4 separate regions of the Mus musculus genome follow, and all the other regions are linked to region 2. Evidence: chromatin contacts called from public HiChIP or PLAC-seq and promoter capture Hi-C data. All regions are on one chromosome and are shown on one strand. The core of a region is the stretch at or near the end of the contact, and the rest is flanking DNA. Distances in the headings are between cores, read along the strand shown.

Region 1 (5,093 bases), core at 652-3,151, 1.3 Mb before region 2:
TTATTTAAATTTTGCTAGAGACAACACCACATGGTCTAAAATAAGTCTGAGGCAGAAATTCTTATTTACAATATTCAAGGAAAGAGTAGAAGGCATTTGATGCCTTAGATTTGCAGAGGGTAAGTTGCCTGGCTGAGCATTATGTACAGATGTTCATAAAGTCTTTTGAGGTCATGTTTCTTATCTTAGCTACAAATATTCTAAGAACTTGGATCAATGCTTGCTTATGTATTGCCTTCTCAAATCATTCTTCTTACAACAGTACATGACACTTTCAGCAATCTTGCAGCTCCTAAAGTTTTGTGAGATTCAAATTTGTATTTTGTATATTTTCCCTCCTTGACGATCTCATTTATTCTCACAGCTCCAAGTACCAACTATTATATTAATGCTTCTTAATCTAATGTTGTGGGGTCTGTAAAAATATTCTCTAATAATTCTGAAGCAAAAGCAATTATTAAATGAAATTTAACTAACATGTCTTTATAGTTCCGGCTTTTCCTTGGTTCTTTATCATTACTACAAATTTGGATATTTTATAATTTCAAATTTGTTTCATAATTTTCATTAACTTATATATTTATTCAAATAGAGTTTTAAATATAGGACAATTTATGTTAAATATATTATATTTGTGTTACTTTGGATATATTTAGAGTCATCCAATACTAGATTATCTTGAATCAAAAAATTTAAATTGCAAAATTATATATTGAATCTGAAAATCAAATGATGGACTTGTTGATATTGACCCCCAAGAATACAACCAGGTTTATTATGTGGGTGCATCTTTAATAATTATATTTTAAAGGGAAGTTTCATGTTTTGGATTCGTTTCCAAATTTGGATATTTTTATTCAATTTATTTATTCAATACTGATCAGAATAAACTAATCCAGTAAGGTCTATCTGGTAAGGGGAGTATATTTATCATAATGCATAAATCATTACACTGTACAAATTGCTTCTGAAATAATAAGATGAAAACCTTAACTGTGTAAACTAGGAAACTTCTTCTGATTCAATACCTGACCACAAGGGTGAGGAAACAAACAAACAAACAAACAAACAACTTTTCAGGGTTAATTTCTCACATTGTGTTAGAACCTAGTGTTTCTAGTAAATGATGTTAACATTTAAAATTATTTGTAATGTGACATATTTAGATATGTGTTTGATTCTTCACAAGTCTCTGCAACATGAAAACCTTACTGATATAAAACCAGGCTTATAAACAAAGAAAATCAATTAAGACCAATCAAAGAAGTGGTATAGATACTTGAACAACCTTCATTATTTTCATTTTTATAAAATTATATATAATTATTGATAATATAGATAAATAAAAATGTACATAATGAAAACTTACCTCTTAAGATTAAGCCATTAATTACTCATACTTGCTTTCTAGCAGTTACTGTTTTCCAAATTATTTTTAGTGATCTCTGAGCATTTTAGTTATAATTATAGATTATAATTTCAGACTGTCTTCTATGAAATTCAGAGATTTGTTGTAAAGACAACATGGAAGTTGCTTAAGGTTGTGTGGGGGAAAGTAGTGCAAAGACTTTTGGGAATCTTTTAACTGATCCAACAAAAATAGTTGAATTGCCGTCAATAAAATTTGAAATGTAAATAAAGAAAATTCTAATAATAAAAAAATATAAATAGAAAATAAAAATAAAATATAAAAAAGAAAGGTAGTTAGAATTGCCTTTTGCCATTTTGGAAGATGTTAACTGATAAAGGACTTAGAGTATCTTTGGAAAAATATACTGATTGTATACACTAAATATATTTTGTTGCAAAGTATTTATCTCATTCATGTAAAGTTGAATATCACCAAAAAGAATGATTGCTTTTTTGTTACATGATTTCACATACAGTTCCTATTCCTGCACATGTCTGTTTTCAACAACTCCGAGGTCATGTATTTTCTTCTAATTGGGATACCAGGACTGGAATATGCCCACGAGTGGATCTCCATCCCTATCTTCCTCATGTACCTTATTGCCATCATGGGTAACTGCATTATCATTTTTGTCATCAAGACAGAACCCTCTCTTCACGAGCCCATGTACTATTTCCTTACCATGTTGGCTGTCTCTGATATGGGCTTGTCCTTCTCTTCTCTTCCTACCATGCTTAAAATCTTCTTTTTCAATGCCATGGCAATCTCACCCAATGCCTGTTTTGCCCAAGAGTTCTTTATCCATGGCTTCACTGTCATGGAGTCCTCTGTGCTTCTGATTATGTCTTTGGACCGCTTTCTTGCCATTCACAACCCTTTAAGATACAGTTCTATCCTCAATGGCCGCAGAGTTGCTAAAATAGGGCTAATTTTAGCCTTCAGGAGCACAGTTTTGGTGCTTCCATTCCCTTTCACACTAAGGAAACTGAAATACTGTCACAAGAATCTCCTCTCTCACTCATACTGCCTTCATCAAGATGTCATGAAACTGGCCTGCTCTGATAACAAGATCAATTTCATCTATGGCTTCTTTGTGGCTCTCTGTACCATGCTGGACTTTGCCTTGATTCTTATGTCTTATGTGCTGATCTTGAAGACAGTTCTCAGTATTGCATCTCTAGCAGAAAGGCTTAAGGCTCTAAATACCTGTGTCTCCCACATCTGTGCTGTGCTCATCTTCTATGTGCCCATCATCACCCTGGCTGCCATACATCGCTTTGCCAAACACAAAAGTCCCCTACTTGTAATCCTTATTGCAGATATGTTCTTGTTGGTGCCACCCCTGATGAACCCCATTGTGTACTGTATAAAGACTCGGCAAATCCGGGAGAAGGTCTTGGGAAAGTTGGTTAACCTATGTGTGAGATAAGGACTCACACAGATAAGAATGTAAATAATTTGTTATCTGCAAATAGGTACTTTCTAGCACCTGCTGTGCTCAGCATCATGGTCATTAGAAGCTCTGTAGTGAGGCTTTGAATTTCTATGATGTATAAAACTTATAATCGGGTTGAGAACATTTGCAGTAATTGTACAAGAAACAGCTGAGAGTCTGATATGATTTAAGGAGGCATAACTAACATTTTAAAAGAGGTTTAAATAAAACATTTATGTGATTGAACAGTTAAATCAGGCTTTAAAGAATTGACAAAATTTGAGATTTATTTCCTTTCAATTAATATTTATAAAGTATTTATGTAATGTACAATATTTATACCACAAAGGAAATCAAATTAACAGTATACATGGTAGCTATTTCGTAAATATTAAGTGAGAGTTTTGGATGAAATGATTGAACTGGGTTAGGAGTATAAAAAAGAAGTTGAACCCTAGATAAATTTAAAAGTCTTTTGTGCAGAAGGGCAACATGTCAGATCCGTAATCAAAATAGATTGAATCTGGGAGAAATAAGAGGACAAGCCAACACTCTTTTGTGAGGTGGTAACTCTTAGATGAGGAAAGAGGGAACAGAAGTATGTAGTATTTTTTCTTTGTTTTTGTTCTCATTTTGATTGTTATTAAGTAAAAATGTAATTCATAGTATGTTCCTACATTCCAGAAAGTACCCGAGAAATAGCTTTAAACCCTGTGTTGTTACTGTTAATTAATTTATTTTTTTAATGTCATGGCATTAGTGACTTTCAGATAAAATGTAGCTCTTAAAGTTAGATTTCTACAGGTCACAGAAATTGGTACCAAGATATTTTTCATTAAATTTATTCATTAACATTTTCATGATACAAGAACTATTTTAAAGAAAGATTAAAAGGTAGAATTTACACTTGAAAGTGCAATTGAAAGGAAAGCTAGGTGTTAAGATTTTCATTAATTCTATGTAGGTTGCTGAGGCTCCAATTTTGCTTTGAACACATCCAAACTTTTCAAAGATATCATCAGAGTTTTATAGGATGGATCTAAATGTTTTGGGGGATTTCTCTCAGGTGACTGAATATTAAATATAGCATCCTGGAGAAAGCTTGAAACAATAGGCTATCAGGCTGTTTACCAGTCACTAATCAAAGACTGAATGGGTCCCTTTGGGAAGATGAGAACACTTGTATGTAGATTTGTATGGAGTAAACATATATCTTAAACAAGAGTCAATCATGGAACTATGAGGATCCTGCCTCTACAGAAGTGCTTCTCTAATGCCCTTCACCCACTGATACCCATTGTTATGTTTGTGGAGAAATGTTGGGGCCTCTTCTAGAAATTTGGCAGGAATTTGTCATTAGGCTAGGACATGGAAGTAGGCTCAGATAACAATATTTACATTTGGGCTAAAACAAAGTTCAAGGAAACTCAGCCTAGGAATGTGTGGCATTCCTTTTATCTTGGTCATCCTGATAAGCCCTGGAAAGACCACTGGGCTTTGCTTCCTGCCTTGTTTGATTCTTTGTTTATTACCTTGTTTGGTTACTTTGCCTTTGATCTGAGACCTGACCCTATTCTTTGCATGTACCTAGAATGGTATAAAAGCAGACTGGGGAAAAAAAAAAGGTGCTTCAGCCTCAGTACTGGCTGGAGTCATGTTATGTTGTCTAATTGTTTTTTTCTTTTCAATCCTCCCTCCCACCTTTGAGGCTCTTGGCTGACTGAGCTGGCTTGGTTCTTAGTTCATATTTAAAATTTGCCCTCATTTATAGTCTTAAAACAAGTTTTAGTAATTTATACTGTAATGGCAGGTCTCCACACATTTCATTTATATTGTGCATGAATGTTCTTCTCTACTGTATATTAACACTGTCTGTCTTGCATTTTGAGCAACATAAATACACCATGCTGCTAGTTAGCTTATGTCTTAGCCTCTGTTTGTGGTCAATCCTGAAGTGATGTATTTGCTTTTTATTATTTCATAGCAAACTAACATACATTAAATGGCTAAATATAATAGACACGTTTTTTTATCCTATAGTCACATATCTTAAAATATATGTTTCATGGGTCTAAATCAAAGAATAGACAAGCCCACATTTCTTTCTTGAGGTCACTGAAAATAGCCTTTTTCTTTGCCTTTCCCAGCTTCTAGAAATCACCTTCATTTCAGGACTTATGGATAACCCTTCTTCCATACTCAAAACAAACATCATTGCACCTCAACATGACTTCAACGCAGTCTATA
Region 2 (4,844 bases), core at 1,735-4,234:
ATAGGGCCTCACTCTGAAAGCCCGTGCTGTCTCAAATTCCCAGCAGTCCTTCTGACTCAGCCACCCAAGTGCTGGCATCACAGGCATAAGTCAACACGTGTGGATCCTTGGAGTAGCTTCAATGAAGTAGGCTAGAAGCCAGTTCTGTCTGATACCAGCATATAAGCTTCTTAATTAACTATGTAGCTGTAACAATATAAATGTAATAGTTTCTTTTTTAAAAAATGTTTTATTTATATATCAGTACTCTGTAGCTGTCTTCAGACATACAAGAAGAGTGCATCACATCCCATTACAGATGGTTAGGAGCCACCATGTGGTTTCTGGGAATTGAACTCAGGACATTTCTGGAAGACCAATCAGTGCTCTTAACCTCTGAGCCATCTCTCCAGCCGCCCTCTCCCCCCTCCCCCTCCCACACCTGATGTAATAGTTTCCTGACCAGCAGGCTGATCTGCAAACACACTTGGAGTAGCCTGCTTTATTACTCCATCCCCTGTTCCTGTTTTCTTTAGGGACAACTAAATGAATTGGAGAGGTGCTAGAATACATCTCTAGCCTCTGCCCTGCAGTGAACTAAAGAGGGAAGTAGGAGACAGAGGTCTGGGGACACATGGTACAAAACAAGGTGAAAGGCAGGCAGAGCTCATGTTCTTCATAGAGAGAGCAAAGTCATGTTCTCCAAGGAGAAGGGGACTCCTGGCCCTGTGGAGACTGAAGAGAGTTTGAGTGCAAAGAGAATAAGGAAAGGGTCCACCTTCAGTTCACACTGCAGGTCTTGGAATAGGTCATTTACCTCCCTGTAGGTTATAAGCCTATAAGGGATAAATTTCACTCACTCCATAGCACAAGGGAGCAGGGCTTTAAAAATCTTCTCTGCGGGGTCATGAGTTGACTTCTGCCCTAGTCTGAATCATCCAGCTACTTGTGCTATTGTGCTAAATAGGTTTCAATGAGTTCTAGACTTCTCAACCTCCTGTACCTCTACAGCAGCTACCTCTGTTTATTCTTACTCAGACTTCCTGGCTGGCTCAATTCTTCAAGGCTAAGAGTTGTATGCATGACTCAGGAGCAAAGCCCCATGATTTCCTTCAAGGATAATGGAACAGAAGAGAAGAGACGCTACAATTCAACAAGCATGGTGGTTTATTCCTTTAATCCGAGCAATCAGGAATGCAGAGGCAGGCAGATCTCTGAGTTCAAGGCCAGCCTGGTCTACAAAGGCATTCTAGGGCAGCCAGGGCAGTTATACAAAGAAACCTTGTCCAAACAAACAAACCAAACAAACAAAGTTACAATTCTGAGAACTGATTTGGAATTTAAAGAGACAATCCAGAGAACCCCCAACCATGATACCAGCAGGCAAACTCAGGCTCCATAGCAATTTTGTGTAACAGAACAACCAAGTCTGGAGTAATCAAAGGAGTGTAAGAACACAGAAATCTTGAAGAACCACACATTCAGAGATCCTCTCATCCCACATTCCCTGTCTTTGAGATCTTACCAAATTCTTCCTCCATATGATGGTGCCACCTATTTGTGCTGTCTATAAATCTCTTTTAGGAGCTAATCCCATTGGCAGAGTGTTTGCCCGGACGCACAAAGCCTGGGTTCAATGCTCAACACTGGATCAGCTGGGGCAAGGGGATGCACGCTTGCAATACCGCCACCACCACAGAAGCAGAATCTGGACCATTCTCAGCTACACAGCAAGTTTGAAATCAGCCTGGGAGAAATATGCATGTCACATCACCCTGTCTCAAAACCAAATAAACCTTACCCTTGTATGTTAGACATTGAGCGTCCCATCTTCTCTGCTCTGTTTTTCTATGATTCTTAAGAATGCTTGCACCAGCCAGGCGTGGTGGCACACACCTTTAATCCTAGCACTTGGGAGGCAGAGGCAGGCGGATTTCTGAGTTTGAGGCCAGGCTGGTCTACAAAGTGAGTTCCAGGACAGCCAGGGCTACAGAGAAACCCTGTCTTGAAAAACCAGAAAAAAAAAAAAAAAAAAAAAGGAATGCTTGCACCATGTTTTCCCATCCTCACTCCAAACATCTATTCCTGACTTGACTTTTCATTTTGTGTTTTAAGTTTTTCGAGGCAAAAACACTCTGTAGCCCAGGCTGGTTTAAATTTATGAGTAATCCTCCTGCCTCAGTCTCCTAATGCTGAATTACAATTGTGAGTCAGCCCAGTTCACAGGCTCATGCAGGTAAGGCAAACAATTTACTGCTGAGCCACTTCCTACTCCACCCCCAGCTCCTCCCCAAAGTCTTTCCCCCTCCCCCCATCTTCTGAGATCAGTTGGGTTGTCAGTCTCCCAAACCAGGAAGTTTGGCATTCTTTTCTTTTCACAGTAGCCCTGCCTTTAATAACTTACAGTCTAGGGGTTAGAGAGGTGGCTCAGTGGTTAAGAGCACCGACTGCTTTTCCTGAGTAGTTCAGTTCAATTCCCAGCAATCACATGGTGGCTCACAACCATCTGTAATAGGAATTCGATGCCCTTTTCTGATGTGTCTGAAGACAGCAACAGTGTACTTATATACATAAAATAAATAAATAAATCTTAAAAACAAACAAACAAACAAAAAACCCAAAACCCTTACAGTCCAGTTCCAGTCCAGTTCAGTTTGCATATGTAAATGTATAAGTACTTCAGTATAAAAGTAGTCTTTTGGTTCCATGCGTTAAAATTAGAGATACACACAGGTAATTTAAAGTTGGCAGATTTTTGTAATCCATCAAATGCAGTCACCTTTTAATTGTATGGCTAGACCTTTTATTCTTTAGACATTTCAATATATTGATAGTGAGAACAGGTGTATTAAACACTTGCATACGGTAGAAAGCCTAAGTCTCTAATGATGATGTTCTTAAAGACTGTTCCATAGACTTGTCTAGGGCATCTTCGCATTTCTGACCCGGGGTTTGGTCCCAGCCAGCACAGGGGTCAGCCCCGCCTCCTCCGCCAGGCCCGCCCCTTTTTCCTGGAGTCCGGCTTTAGTACTGGAAGGAGCCGTCTCCTTGGCTGCAAGTCCTCGGCACTGATCCAGGCACGGATTCCAGATTGGTGAGCAAACCCATTTTCTGACCAGTCGTTGCTGTCCCACTGGTGTGTAGAGTCTGTGCTGCCTTACTATTTGTGTTGGGGCTCACGCGTGCAAGAAGAGTTGCGGGACTGCCTCTTTGAGTTTCCTTGAGTTTGGGAAGCATTGGAGAGGCATGTTCGCGGCTAGGAATAGGCAGTATTCCTATAGCCCTAAGCGGGAAACGGGCGTTGAACCTGGATTTTGGAGGCAAAGGCACACTGCTCTGGGAGATTCCCGTTCGGAGTCCCGAGTGGATTCAGAGGTCAACATCTCCTCCCCCAGCTCCAGGAAGTAGGTTTATTCCCCCCAACCCCCAACCCCCTCCCAAGCAGGCCCGGCTTCTTCCAGGAAGAGTTGGGAGATGAGCTACTCTACCTGCCCCGACCCGGTCTACACCGGCTGCAACCAGTCGGAGCTAGGAGCCCTAGGGCCTCTCCAGAGGAAGCCGAGGCAAGCTGGGCGGAGTTAGGAACAGACCCCAGCCAGGATTTCTGGCCCTCGGAATTAGGCTTCCGGACGTGCTCTGGAGAAGTTTGCCTACCGGGTACTCTTCATCTGCGGACCTTCTCTGGGGGTGCCTACCGCCCCGTTACTCTGCTGAGTCACTTCTGACGGAGGCAGGCCGAGACAGTGAGGTGATTTATTGTGAATAACTTGGCTGAGATAGGGAGCATTGAATTTATGTATTCTAAAAGTATGTATGTAAACTCAATTTTTTTTCAGATATATCCTTCTATAACCCAAGCTACCCTATCGCTAACCATCTTCTTGATTCCAACCCTCTTCTCTGGTGTTACGATTACAGGCCTGAGCTACCGACACAGCAAAGGGACATTTATTTTATCAGTCATTTGAGAAAAATAGGTGTTACAGCTAGTTATGTTGCGTGTGTTTCAGTACAGGACCTGAAAATTGGATGCCGTATGTCCCCAGTCTGTTTATTTAGCCTCTGAGCTTTAACATTAAAAAAAAAAATTTATTTATTATTATACATAAGTACAATGTAGCTGTCTTCAGACACACCAGAAGAGGGCATCAGATCTCATTACTGGTGGTTGTGAGCCACCATGTGCTTGCTGGGGTTTGAACTCAGGACCTTCGGAAGAGCAGTCAGTGCTCTTACCCACTGAGCCGTCTCCTTAACATTTTTTTAATATGTAGCGTGGACAGAGCAATACAATGGGTGGATTCTAGAGTTTTGGTGAACGTTTACTGGGGCAGAGGTCGAAAAACAGCAAACCACCGGGCATGGCAAATTCTCAAACAAGGTTATTATGGGCAAACTCTATGCCTAACTTTTAAAATATGCATTATCAAGCCAGTTTTGGAAATAATATGCTAAGAAGTTGGGGTGTGTGGCTCAGTTGGTACGGTGCTTGTACAAAGTCCTGGATTGGATCCTCAGCATCAAAGAAAGGTAGAAGAGCTGGGGTGATGCTCTAGGGTTCTTGGGGAGTGAGTGGGTGGGGTGGGGTGGGACAAGGTGTAAAATACCAGTACTTGTGGCGTGGAGGCAGGGGAGTCCAAAGTTTAAGGTCACCCTCAGCTACATAGTGAGTTGCTGACAAGGTTGGGCTGCTTATGAACATGTCTCAGAACAAAAAAACGTAAAGGGGTAATAATAAAAGTGTTAAATTTGCTTTATGGTATGTTTAAAAAAAGAATATGACCTCTACTTGTTATGTCTACACAAATTAAAATATAAAGGCTTTAACATTAGGGATTACAAGTGAGATACCACAAGTTTAATAA
Region 3 (5,294 bases), core at 1,678-4,177, 1.2 Mb after region 2:
CACTAAGAGTGCACACACCACCACCAAAATGTTTCTATCACTACAGCATCCTCATCCATGTTTCATCCTCTCAGACCTACCATTCCTCTGTAAATTAAAAGTCAAAATCCATTGTAATTAATGTTACTATGGCAACAAAAAGTTTAGTATAGCAAACAAAAAGCTTTCCGAATTCTGTGCTTTCTCTAGTAGAACCAAGAATTTATACAGATCCTAAGAATGCTCTAACATGCCAACCATAGTAGTGAACACCTTTTACCCTAGCACTTGGAAGGCAGATGCTGGCAGATCTCTGTGGCCAACCAAGCTACACTGTGAGGCCTCATCTGGGGAGAGGGACAAAAAAAAAAGGAGTGGGGGAGGGAGAGGGGAGGAGAGAAAGGCAAAGAAATTCTCTAACATTATCAGTAATACGCCCAATACTATACATGCCCATTCCATGTCATTGATACAATATTAAACAAAGCTCTCATCCCTATGACATGCTCACGCCCCTTAATTTTTTTGTTAACAATTACAAATCATAAAGAAATACTACTTGCAGGTATGAGGTCCTCTATTTCATCACTTTTCCAATATATAATGTGCCCTTTGCCCACACTGCCTTTACTTTCTATTACAAATCTTCCTTCCTCTAGTCACTAGCACTATGAAGATGCCAAACTGACTTGTTTTGTCCCTCTACCCTGTGAAACTGCTAGCTTCTGAATCTGACTCATCTCTAAAATTCCTTCCTTTGCCTACTTCACAAGGTATCAACATAATTTCAGCAAATTTTAAGGATGCTATGTAAAGCATGTCACTTTGATTTTATAATGAATTAATATAATATGTAAGCATGCATGCTACTCAGATATCTAAAGTTACATAAAATTACTATATAAGTACATGGTTCTTCAACCTAAAACAACACACACACCACTATCATTCTGAATGTCAGGATTTCATAAACCAGTAAAATATTTATTTTTTAAAAAGGTGATCAACTTTTTATTTTCATCATTTTCTTTAAACCTACCATGTACTTTACCACTAATTATTTCTCCAGTGAAAGAGCAAAGAGCACCTTAACACCAAAAAAGAACAATAATATTAGAATAAGTTACCCCTGCCCCTCTTTTGGCAGTGTTGGGATCAAACTTATAGTTTTGAATATGGAAGGGCACTCTCCCACTGAGCCACTCCCCCAGGATATAACTTTATTTTTAGTTCTTTCATCCTGTCTTATACAGATGAACGCTACCATGGACTGGATCCACAGGTCAGTGTTTGGGAACCACTACTACAACCTGTTATGCTTGTCGGTCCTCAAAAGTTCTGATTATCTGGCCAGACATATCATTATGAAGAAGGCCTCTTTGGTCTCCAGAGAGAAGAAAATATACCACAAGATAAAATAACTAGCTCTGAAGCTGAGATTCTTTAACAGAATATAAACTGAGGCTGCCTCAAATTCTCTAGGGATAGTCTTCATAGAAAGACCTAAATACTGTTATGGTTAAAGGAGGTTCAAGACACCTCAACTACATAGCCGACTGTCAGATCAGAGAGAAGATCCAGAGAATGGATCATATCACTAGTGAGACTAACTTCCCCAAATTCATGTCTGTGTGGATAAGGAGATGGACTTATAAAATACAAATAAAATGAACTTAATTATAGGATACAGAGGGAAATATGAGCTGTAAAATAGAGAAAACTTTTCAGGTGGTCTAAGTGTTTGGCATCTTGATTTCACAAATATGCACATATGTCAAAACATGTACACTTAAAGTATAAGCATTTACTGTACAAAAATTTGCTTCCACAAAGTCATGGGTTTTTTGTTCCTGCTTTTCAAACTCCTAAGAAGAGCAAACCTAAACACAGTGCTGCATATAACAAGCCATGTGACTTCCATGAAAGCAACTGCTCGTCCAATACAGATGACAGCAACAGGGAAGGAGGAATGTAGTAAGGGTGCCCAGAAGCAGGCAGAGAGAAAATATGGGTAGTTCTCTCTCTCCACCTCTCAAAACACAAAAACAAACTTCCTGATGGCCTCATTTTAAAGTCTGCCTTACAAAAGCAGAACCTGAGGAAACTGTGGTTCCATTATTACTCTGTAGATGACTAAACCTCAAACATTTTCCTTATCACAGTTACTGTTGCTTATGATGCTGTTTTGTGTGTGGTGTTTGGGGTTTGTTATTGTGGTTCTGGGGTTTTTTTTTTTTTCCTCCTCTCTCACTCTCTAACATATCTATGGGCACAGGGCGGCCAAGTGCACAACACTTGCGCCTGTACTTTACTTGATCGTAAACTATTGCTCTCCCTGGACAGGGCATCCAAGGAGGCCCCACAACCAACCTCAGCTCTCATGCAAGTCTCATAACCCTCAAGCCCCTTTCCTCCTCTGCCCTGCTTTCAACTGCTACACCAAGGCACAGCCATCCCCCGCTGGTTCCCGCCTTGGCCTTTAACGCTCCCCATCCCCGCACAGGCCTTACCCCCTCAACTCTTGTCCCAGGACGTCCCTCACCTTTCCAAGCTCAGCGAACCCACACCCTTTGCAAACGGTGGTTATGAGTTCCTTCAACTGGGCCCTTCGGAGCTGGGCCCAGGATCCCCTCCAGCGGGCTTCTTCCTGGTGCACAGCACCTAGGCTGTCCCCTGCCCCCCTACCTCAGATGTTCGCAGCCCCTCACCACCTGCCAACCCTTCACCCTGTCCCTTCAATTCCAAACCCGGTGCCGTCATCCCGAATCCCCTCGGCACCTTGCGCCTCTGCGCGCGCCGCGGCCCACGCGTCTCTTTCACTTGCACCACGCCGCCCTGCCCGGGCCTGTCGGCGGCCGGGCTAGGTGAGTTCAGGCCGCCGCCATCGCTCCTCAGGCGAACCAGCCGCGCCCCGCCCCGCGCCACACGCAGCCCGCGCCCCCGCGCACCTCACGCAACCGCCCAGTGACGCACGGCTGGGCAGCGGCGTGCCAGCTCATTGGTCCGGCCAGGCCCCAGCCAGAGCGTCGACGCCCGTTTCCTGGCAACGGCCGAGCGCAGGGGCGGGGTCTCCGTCCGCATTCCAAGAAAGGAGCGGCTCCACACTCTCAGGCCCCGCCCCCTCGACCCGCAGACTCCGCCCTTCTGAGGATTCTGGCGTTTTATAGGGGACGACTGAGAAGAGGCGGGGACAGAGGAGAGAAATTCGAACCGGAGGGCAGAAGGCTGCTCTAAGGGAGGGACAAGCTTCTGAGGCTAGGAAAGAGTAGGCTTTGGAAGGCACTGGGAGAGATAGAGGGCGAGGACGAGGGGGCGGGAACACAGGCCCTGGGCGGTGCTTATAGCGTCAAGTGGGCAGGGCTTTTCCTAAAGGATAGGCCAAGGGCCAGTCTGTGGGCAGGGCTGTAGAAAGCTCTCCTAGACCAGGCTGTTTGCTACCAAGCTAGTTTGTTTCCACCAGACTTATGCACGCCGGTTGGATTCTACCTTCCTACCCGTGAAGACCGCCTCTTCCTAGCTCTCCCGAAGCTTCCGTGACCTCGTAGAACGTGGAATAAGTTCCTACATGACAGCCTGGATTCCTGATCCGTTAGAACCTGTCTCAGTCTTAGGGCTGCGAAAGGAAAAGCGTCTAGAAGCAGCACTTAGCATGATCCCTGTTCATAGAGGATGAAAGAGCTGAGAGATGGCTTCAGGGAGAAATGCTGGCTGAAACAAGAGTGAGAAACACTAAGAGAATTAGCAGTTTCCGATAAAATCTGTAGTTGATTCTATCAGTGTTACCTGATTGTGATCATTCTGTGATTACATAATATGATGGATGACAGGGGGGCATGGGTAAGGAGTTTACAGCTTTGTGTGTTGTTTTTGTGACTTTTCTGTGATTCTAAAACTGGTTCAAATTAAAAGTATCCATAAAGAAGAAAGAAATAAAAATTTCACCCTAAAGAATTAGCTATCCCAAGGCAAGGCAGAATGGTCAAGACCCGGAGAACACCTGGAGCTGGGAGCATGCAAAGCAAAGATCAGATGAGAATGAAAACGGAATATATAATACTGCGGGACTAGTTGACCGTGTTAGTTTATATTATAGTCTTGGAATTTTATACATAGTCAGGTGGACAGGGCACCTTTGCAAATGGTCATTCAAAAGCAAAGCCCAAAATAGGATCAAAAGGATGTAGAAAAGGGAGTTTGTGGACACTGGGAAGGGTTTGAGACTTGGGTAAAGGGAAGGGAAAGGATTAAATATTGACATCCTGTATAAATTAAAAACCATCAAAGGGAACCAGAGAGATACCATCCTGGTTAAAGCACTGGCTGAGCAAACGTGACAGCCAGAGTTCAAATTCCCCAGAATCTACATAAATACCGGGTGGGTGTTGTGATCCACCGGGATCTGTCCTTGAAAGGTGACTCTGTTTTATTGAGAGAACCTGTCTCATTAAATCAGATGGAAGAACAAACAAGTGTGATTCCTTCCATCAGTCTCAGGCCTCCACAAGCACACACACACACACACACACACCACTCAAGGGCATACTCACAAATTTCCAGAGCTGAGGCATTGTTATGAGAGGTGGGAGTGACAGTGACTAGAAAGAAGAAGAGTGACTCCTCAAGCTTATAATAGTTCTGCTTCTTGAGCCAAGTACTGAGCTGGGTAAGTTCAATTTGTGAAAATATATCAAACTATAGATTTCTCTATTACTGTTGTTCCAGTGATAGTGGTAGTTACTATGTTGGCTGTATTAGTCAGCTGTCCATCACTGTTCCAAAATGAGATTAATAACAGAAAAAAAAAAAGTTTATCTTGATTCAGAAATTTCTGCCATGCTTGCCTTTGGAACAGTGGTGAGGAAGTAGATCATGCCACAGAGTATATGGCAGCGGAGGCTGTTTACCTCGTGCCATCCTAGAAGTAAAGGGTAAGATAGAAAAATGTTAGAACCCCAACATTCTCAAGGGCATACCTCATTGGCATGCTACCTGCCCCTTCCTAAAAGTTTTACCATCCCCCAATTGTGCCAGAACCTATTGACCAAGACCTCAGAACATAGCCTGTGGGGTACCTTTAAGACTCAAACCACAGTACTAAGTAACAAATCACTCCAAATTAGTGGCATAAAGCAGACGGCTTGTTATTCTGTGATTCCAATGAGATGCAGCAGAAGTGGTTTATTTCTATCCCATGAGCATCTAGGAAATTCAAATGTGGGAGTGGCTTGAGCCATCATTAGAATCACCTAAAGGCTTCTTCAATTGCATGTACAGTGCTGGGCTGGAACAAGTGAAAGGCTGAACTCAGCTCAGAC
Region 4 (5,220 bases), core at 1,624-4,123, 1.3 Mb after region 2:
ACTGGTGTCTCAGCCATTCCTCAGATCTAGTCACAGCACCCATAGCAGCTCCACCAGATGTGTGGGCCAGCTGCTATCTGTACACCCGTAGTAAGACATCATGAGCAACCAGCTGTGCTTCTGCCCTACCTGGCCAAGGAGTGAGAAGCTTGGCCGACTTCAAGCAGCTGGGCTTACACGCAGACCCCTTTCCTAAGAAGGTAGTAGCTAATCCATCACACACACACACACACACACACACACACACACACCGTGCCCACTGGTATTTATGATGACTGCGCTTGTGCTGGATATGGGAGTGCCCACATAAATGGTGGTGAACATCAAACATTCCAGAATATTTGAAAGTCCATGAGACTGACATGACATGTCCCCTCAACGGGGAATTAACACTGCAGTTTCTCTATTATGCATCAAGTGGGAAATTAATTCTGCATGCTATACTAACTACTGAGAAGATTGGTTTTTAAATTTTTAAAATGGGTGCCGGCTTTTGGCCTGAAATGAGGCAGATTGTGGCAGCAGGCATAGCATCCATCTGTCTGCTTTCTCCAACTAAGTCTAACCTCCTTCTTTTCTCTGTCTCCCAATAAGACTGACATACTATGGATAAATCAAGGGCATACTCCATTGATTAGATCACAAGCCATTCTAACACACACACACACACATACACACACACAGAAAGCTAGCAAGCTCCCAACAATGAGCCTTCAGGGAACCTTTCAGATTCAAACCCTAACAAGATCTAAAAAACATGGAGGTCCTATTTTTTTTTTATTTTATGCATTGACATGAAGACACAGTCAGTTCGTCACACTCATTGTGAGAGATGCTCGATTCTAGGAGGCCTGGATTCTCTCAACCTATCAGATTACTCATTTGGTTTTGAAAACAATGAGTGCTTTGTGTGCTTTGTTTTGTTTTGTTGGCAGAAGGAAAGTAGACCAAGGGCTGTTTTTGGATTGCTTTCTAAATGCACCCCAACCCAATGGTGTGAGCTGTCTGTGAGTGTCAGACACCAGAAGTAGGAAGAGTGCATTAGCTGACATTAACTAGGGCGTTTTCTTCAAAGAACTGCATACTGCCCCGCCCCAGGCCGGGCCCCAAAGTTGTACTTATGTGTCCCCAAGAGGAATGTATTTAAGCAGTAAGTGGCCAATATTTCTCCGTGCCAATGGAGGACCCAGGATTCGGTGAAAAGTGAGAACGTTTGTCATTCAGCCCATTCCTTCCCCAAGCCATGCGCATTGTCGCTCGCCCTTTCTCATTGAGTCTGGGTTAGAGAAAATTGCTTTTATTGGTGGTGAACCTAAATTAGGCTGAAAGCTCCTCTGTCAGAGGACACAGGGTTCAGACTGGAAAGCCAGGAAGGAAGCTTTGGAGCTGGGCAGTGGATGCAGGATTCTCTCCTTATTTGGATGTAAGTGCTGCACTCTATAAGTACTTATTTTGGGACAAGGCTTAAGCACCGAATGGGACAGGCAGCCCCAGGGATCAGGCTGCGCTCTCTATTTGAAGCACGGGTTTCTCAGGATCTTCCTTGGTAGGTTGAGGAGGTTCTGGCTCCAGGGCAGTCTCGAGCTCGGACTCCATTTCAGGCTGAGCTGCAGGCTGGCCTTCTGATGGGCCTTCAGAGCTCCGGACAGGCCCTACGCGTGGCGGCTTGACTGGTGTGGGCTGTGCTGCTTTACGACTGGAAAGAGCCCTTTTCAGGCTTTGAACTTTCTGTAAACCAGTGCGGCGCAGCCGCTGAGCCCTGGACTCCACTGGCTCCTCTTCAGAACTCTCTCCAACTTCATCCTCTGGCTGATCTGGGCCCAGCACCAACTGGTCCTCCGGACCCAAGAGCTCTGGGACTTTCTGGAAGGCGCGGGCTGGAATTTCAGTCTCCTCCTAAATGTGATGACACAGCTTTTGATTCTCTGATTTGACCCTGGCACTTAGCCAGGACCAGCCTGAAACTCTCTTGCCCGCCCGCCAAGGGAAGCTACTCCACCCTTTGCATCTGCACTAGGAATTGGGGCCAAAATAGAGGAATGGGAAGATGGGGGATGGGGAGGATGGAGGAGCAGAGAGATGAGCAAAGAGGGGGAAAGTGGACCTTGCAAGTTTGCAAAGTGGATGAAACCGTGTAGAGTGTAACAGCTGTATAGGCGCTTGGAGGAGGCAGAGTAACACCTAACAGTTAGTTCCATGTGGGTGCGACTGACCAAATCCGCAGACTGGCCTGAGTTAGGGAGGGCGTGGGTTGGCCAGGCTGGGAGTGAGAAAGGGATAAGGTCGCTGTTGTGAGAAAGTGGGTGCGGCTCTGAGAGTCTTCCACAAGTGAGGGCAGCACGCTGGGTCAGGAATGTGGAGATGCGGACGGGTGGGTGGCAGGAGTCCTTCCCTCGGTGGTAACCTAGAGGCGAGGGTTGGGGGCGGGAGAGGGATGCCTGAGGTCACTGACCTTGAAGAGCAGGACGTGCAGCTTCCCGCGCGCCACCAGCAGCCCGTGGTTGGCCTCCAACCGCTGCACCTGAGCAGCGCGACGCACGGCCCGCTCCTGGGCTGCGTCGGCGTGCGAGCCCACGCGCTCCGCCTTGGCCAGCAGCTGCGTCAGTGTGTTGCTGGTGGTGTCGTGGCTGCGACTCAGCGCACCCAGGCCACTCTGTATGCGACGCACGGAGCCCGCCAGGCCGCCCTGCCTCTCAGCCAGGCCGCCTTGCCGCTCCCGCAGAGCCTCCAGCATGGTGGCCAATTTCTCCAGCAAGGTCACCACGGTGACTGCGTGCACCGGACCCCCTGCGGGCGTCTCAGGCACAGGTCCGGGCTCCAGTGCGCTCTCCCCCATGATCTCTGACCACCGGGCCTGCTCTCCCTGAGACCGATGGCTGCGATCTGGGCTGGGGCTGCCTTTCCCCGCCTCCTCCCCTAGTTCAGGCCGTGACTCAGCCGGGCGGGAGTTGGCATCTTCCGCGGTGGGAAAAGGAGGAGGCCGAGCAAGGGGGCGGAATGTCCAAAGGGGGCTCTTTCGAAGGCTCCGCCCCGGGATCTGCGAGTAAGACAGTCCTGCCCAGAGGCACCTCTTTTCTGAGTTTGTGCTCCTTTTCCCCCATTTTCCTGGTGGGCTTCTTTCAGGCCTGTGTTCTTCACAGCAAAAGGCAAACCACTGAAAATTTCATTTATCTATCTAGTGATCAGAGAAGGGGGTGGGGGTGGAAGGCAGGGGTGTTAAAGGCATAGCCTAAGCCGTCAAAGCTGCTGAGCCCCAACGCTGGGCGGAGGCCTGTAAAGTTTGGAATGTTCTGCCTCAGACCCAAGACTGCCTAGGCCCAAGGCAGGGCTTTGTGTCTAGGCGGGCTGGGCGGGGCATCCTCTGATATTTTCCAGGTTTAGCCTCTGGCTTCGTTTATTGCTATTTCTTCCTACTGGACTGCGTTGTTCTTCTTTGGATTCCTGGAGGATAGCTCAGCCATGAGTTAGAATAAGTACTGGTTTGTCCGTTTTAATGGAGATTGGCTGTGGTTCCTGCGTAATGCCTTCAATCCCGTCTCCGAAATTGGTGAGTGTGAGGATTTGAAATGCTGCAGTAGCTAGATATGGTGATACATATTGAGGTAGGAAAATCACCAATTGGAGACCATGATGAACTACATAGTGAGTGTTAGAGTGGAAAATCACTACATAAAGGTTGATTCCTGAGTTCTGGTTGTGAAAACTTTGTTTTTATGTTAGAGTTTGATTTGCTCATCTTGGACCCGATATTAGCAGAGCCATCTGAGCCTGACAAAAGAACACAAAGAGTTTGAGCGGGGTTTCATGTCATTCAGGGAGGCCCTGAACTCACTGTTCAGCCAAGGATGGTCTTGAATGTCTGTTCTTGCTTCTGCCACCCAACGGCTGAGATAACAGTTGTGTGCCACCAAACCTACTTTATGCTGGTGCTGGAAATCGAACTCAGGCTCCTATGCACACTGGTCAACATCTTCAACGGAGCTACATCTTTGACCCTGTTTCTGTGTTTTTGAGATAGGGACTCATTGTGTAACCCAGGCCTCAAACTCAAAATCTTCCTGTCTCAGACACCTGAGTGTTGAAGTTATAGGTGTTCATTGACTGCCCCATTAGTTGGCTGAAAAGGCACAGCGTTAAGGATCAAACCCAAACCCTCAAACACGCTAGACAAGTATTCTGCCACTAAGCCATACCCCAGCCCAACAACTTGGAAATCTTTTAGATGTTTTTATTTATTTATGTATATGTGTGTGTGCATGAATGTGTGCACATGCATGTGCAAAGACCTATGGATATCAGAAGGTGTCAGATGCCCTCAAACTGTGGTTATTGGCCACTCTGAGGTATCCAATGTGGGTGCTAAAAATAGGATTCCTGTCCTATGTAAGAGCCTCAAGTACTCTTATTGGCTGAGCTATCTCTCCAGCTTAGACACACAATTGTCTTGGGTCGTCCAAAAGACTACATACATAAATAAGGTTGAGAAAAGCTTTAGTGACCAATTCTACCCAACCATACATCACTGTCTGGTCCGTTCTAGCTCTAGATGTTCAAAATGTGATGCCTATCACCAGTTCGTGGCTGGCGCTCTTAAAACCACAGTCAGGTTTAAATGAGCTTGGTTATACACCTGTAAATCTGGAACTAAGAATGGCACATCTGAAAGATTAAGACTCTCCCTGGCTGCACAGGGAGATGGAAATGGCATAGCAAGTCTAAGTAATAGAGGTTTTACATGGCACAGACATTCCAAAGGGAAGACACAAAGGAAAACTGTTGTATGCTTAAGTTAATGAAGACTGGAGAGCTACACAGAAATGGGGTTAGACAAAGGGGTGTGGTCTGACTATAGTAGATGAGAGGGGACCCAGCACGGCCTGTCTGCCCAAGTTCTTTGTCAGCCATTCTCCTAGGTAAGGAGCAGAGTTCCCCTACAATGAAGATAATTGAAGAAAAAGAGTGATCTTTCTAATTTCTTATGGTTTTTTTTTTAGCATTTTTACAAATATTTGGTGTATGGGTGTGGGTGTGTGCATATGAGTGCAGGTGCCCACAGAGCCAACAGCATTAGCTACTATTGGAGGTGAAGTTACAGGTGGTTGTGAGCAACCCAGTATGGGTCCTGGCATAGAACCTGGGTCCCCTGGAAGAACAACAAACACTCTTAACTACTGAGTCATCTTCCCAACCCCTAATTTCTGTGATTTACTTTTAAAAAGA

What was found. Promoter capture Hi-C pulls out the DNA fragments that hold promoters and counts their contacts. HiChIP or PLAC-seq counts read pairs in DNA pulled down with a chosen protein or histone mark. Capture Hi-C pulls out chosen DNA fragments and counts their contacts.
Region 1: a contact with region 2 is called in a FOXA1 HiChIP or PLAC-seq map of pancreatic cancer cells. The contact joins the promoter of Olfr576 here to the promoter of Trim6 in region 2. A contact is called at or near these places in 7 of 39 promoter capture datasets (the 3T3-L1 cell line, 3T3-L1-derived adipocytes, the HPC-7 cell line and 4 more) and 1 of 115 datasets of contacts at active chromatin or transcription factors (pancreatic cancer cells).
Region 3: a contact with region 2 is called in a promoter capture Hi-C map of embryonic stem cells, with 4 times the contacts expected there. The contact joins the promoter of Fam160a2 here to the promoter of Trim6 in region 2. A contact is called at or near these places in 15 of 39 promoter capture datasets (the 3T3-L1 cell line, 3T3-L1-derived adipocytes, the HPC-7 cell line and 10 more), 1 of 484 Hi-C or Micro-C datasets (embryonic stem cells), 2 of 115 datasets of contacts at active chromatin or transcription factors (embryonic stem cells and epiblast stem cells) and 4 of 9 other capture datasets (adipose tissue, embryonic stem cells, liver and 1 more).
Region 4: a contact with region 2 is called in a promoter capture Hi-C map of adipose tissue, with 5 times the contacts expected there. The contact joins the promoter of Cavin3 here to the promoter of Trim6 in region 2. A contact is called at or near these places in 7 of 39 promoter capture datasets (the 3T3-L1 cell line, 3T3-L1-derived adipocytes, cranial neural crest and 4 more), 1 of 484 Hi-C or Micro-C datasets (embryonic stem cells), 4 of 115 datasets of contacts at active chromatin or transcription factors (astrocytes, embryonic stem cells and stem cell-derived neural progenitor cells) and 1 of 9 other capture datasets (adipose tissue).

Annotation. Positions count from the first base shown.
Region 1 is chr7:102,963,201-102,968,293 of GRCm38.p6, forward strand. Olfr576 (olfactory receptor 576) reads left to right here and starts at 1,902. Exons shown (of 1, transcript NM_001001805.2): 1 at 1,902-2,840. The coding sequence starts at 1,902. The coding sequence ends at 2,840.
Region 2 is chr7:104,215,811-104,220,654 of GRCm38.p6, forward strand. It overlaps Trim6 (tripartite motif-containing 6), which reads left to right and starts at 2,985. Exons shown (of 8, transcript NM_001013616.2): 1 at 2,985-3,073.
Region 3 is chr7:105,397,127-105,402,420 of GRCm38.p6, forward strand. It overlaps Fam160a2 (family with sequence similarity 160, member A2), which reads right to left and starts at 2,928. Exons shown (of 12, transcript NM_199009.3): 1 at 2,758-2,928. It also overlaps a transcript of Cnga4 not described here.
Region 4 is chr7:105,479,324-105,484,543 of GRCm38.p6, forward strand. It overlaps Cavin3 (caveolae associated 3), which reads right to left and starts at 2,874. Exons shown (of 2, transcript NM_028444.1): 1 at 2,453-2,874; 2 at 1,293-1,896. The coding sequence starts at 2,836. The coding sequence ends at 1,498. It overlaps Gm36847 (a long non-coding RNA gene), which reads left to right and starts at 3,476. Exons shown (of 3, transcript XR_378395.4): 1 at 3,476-3,547.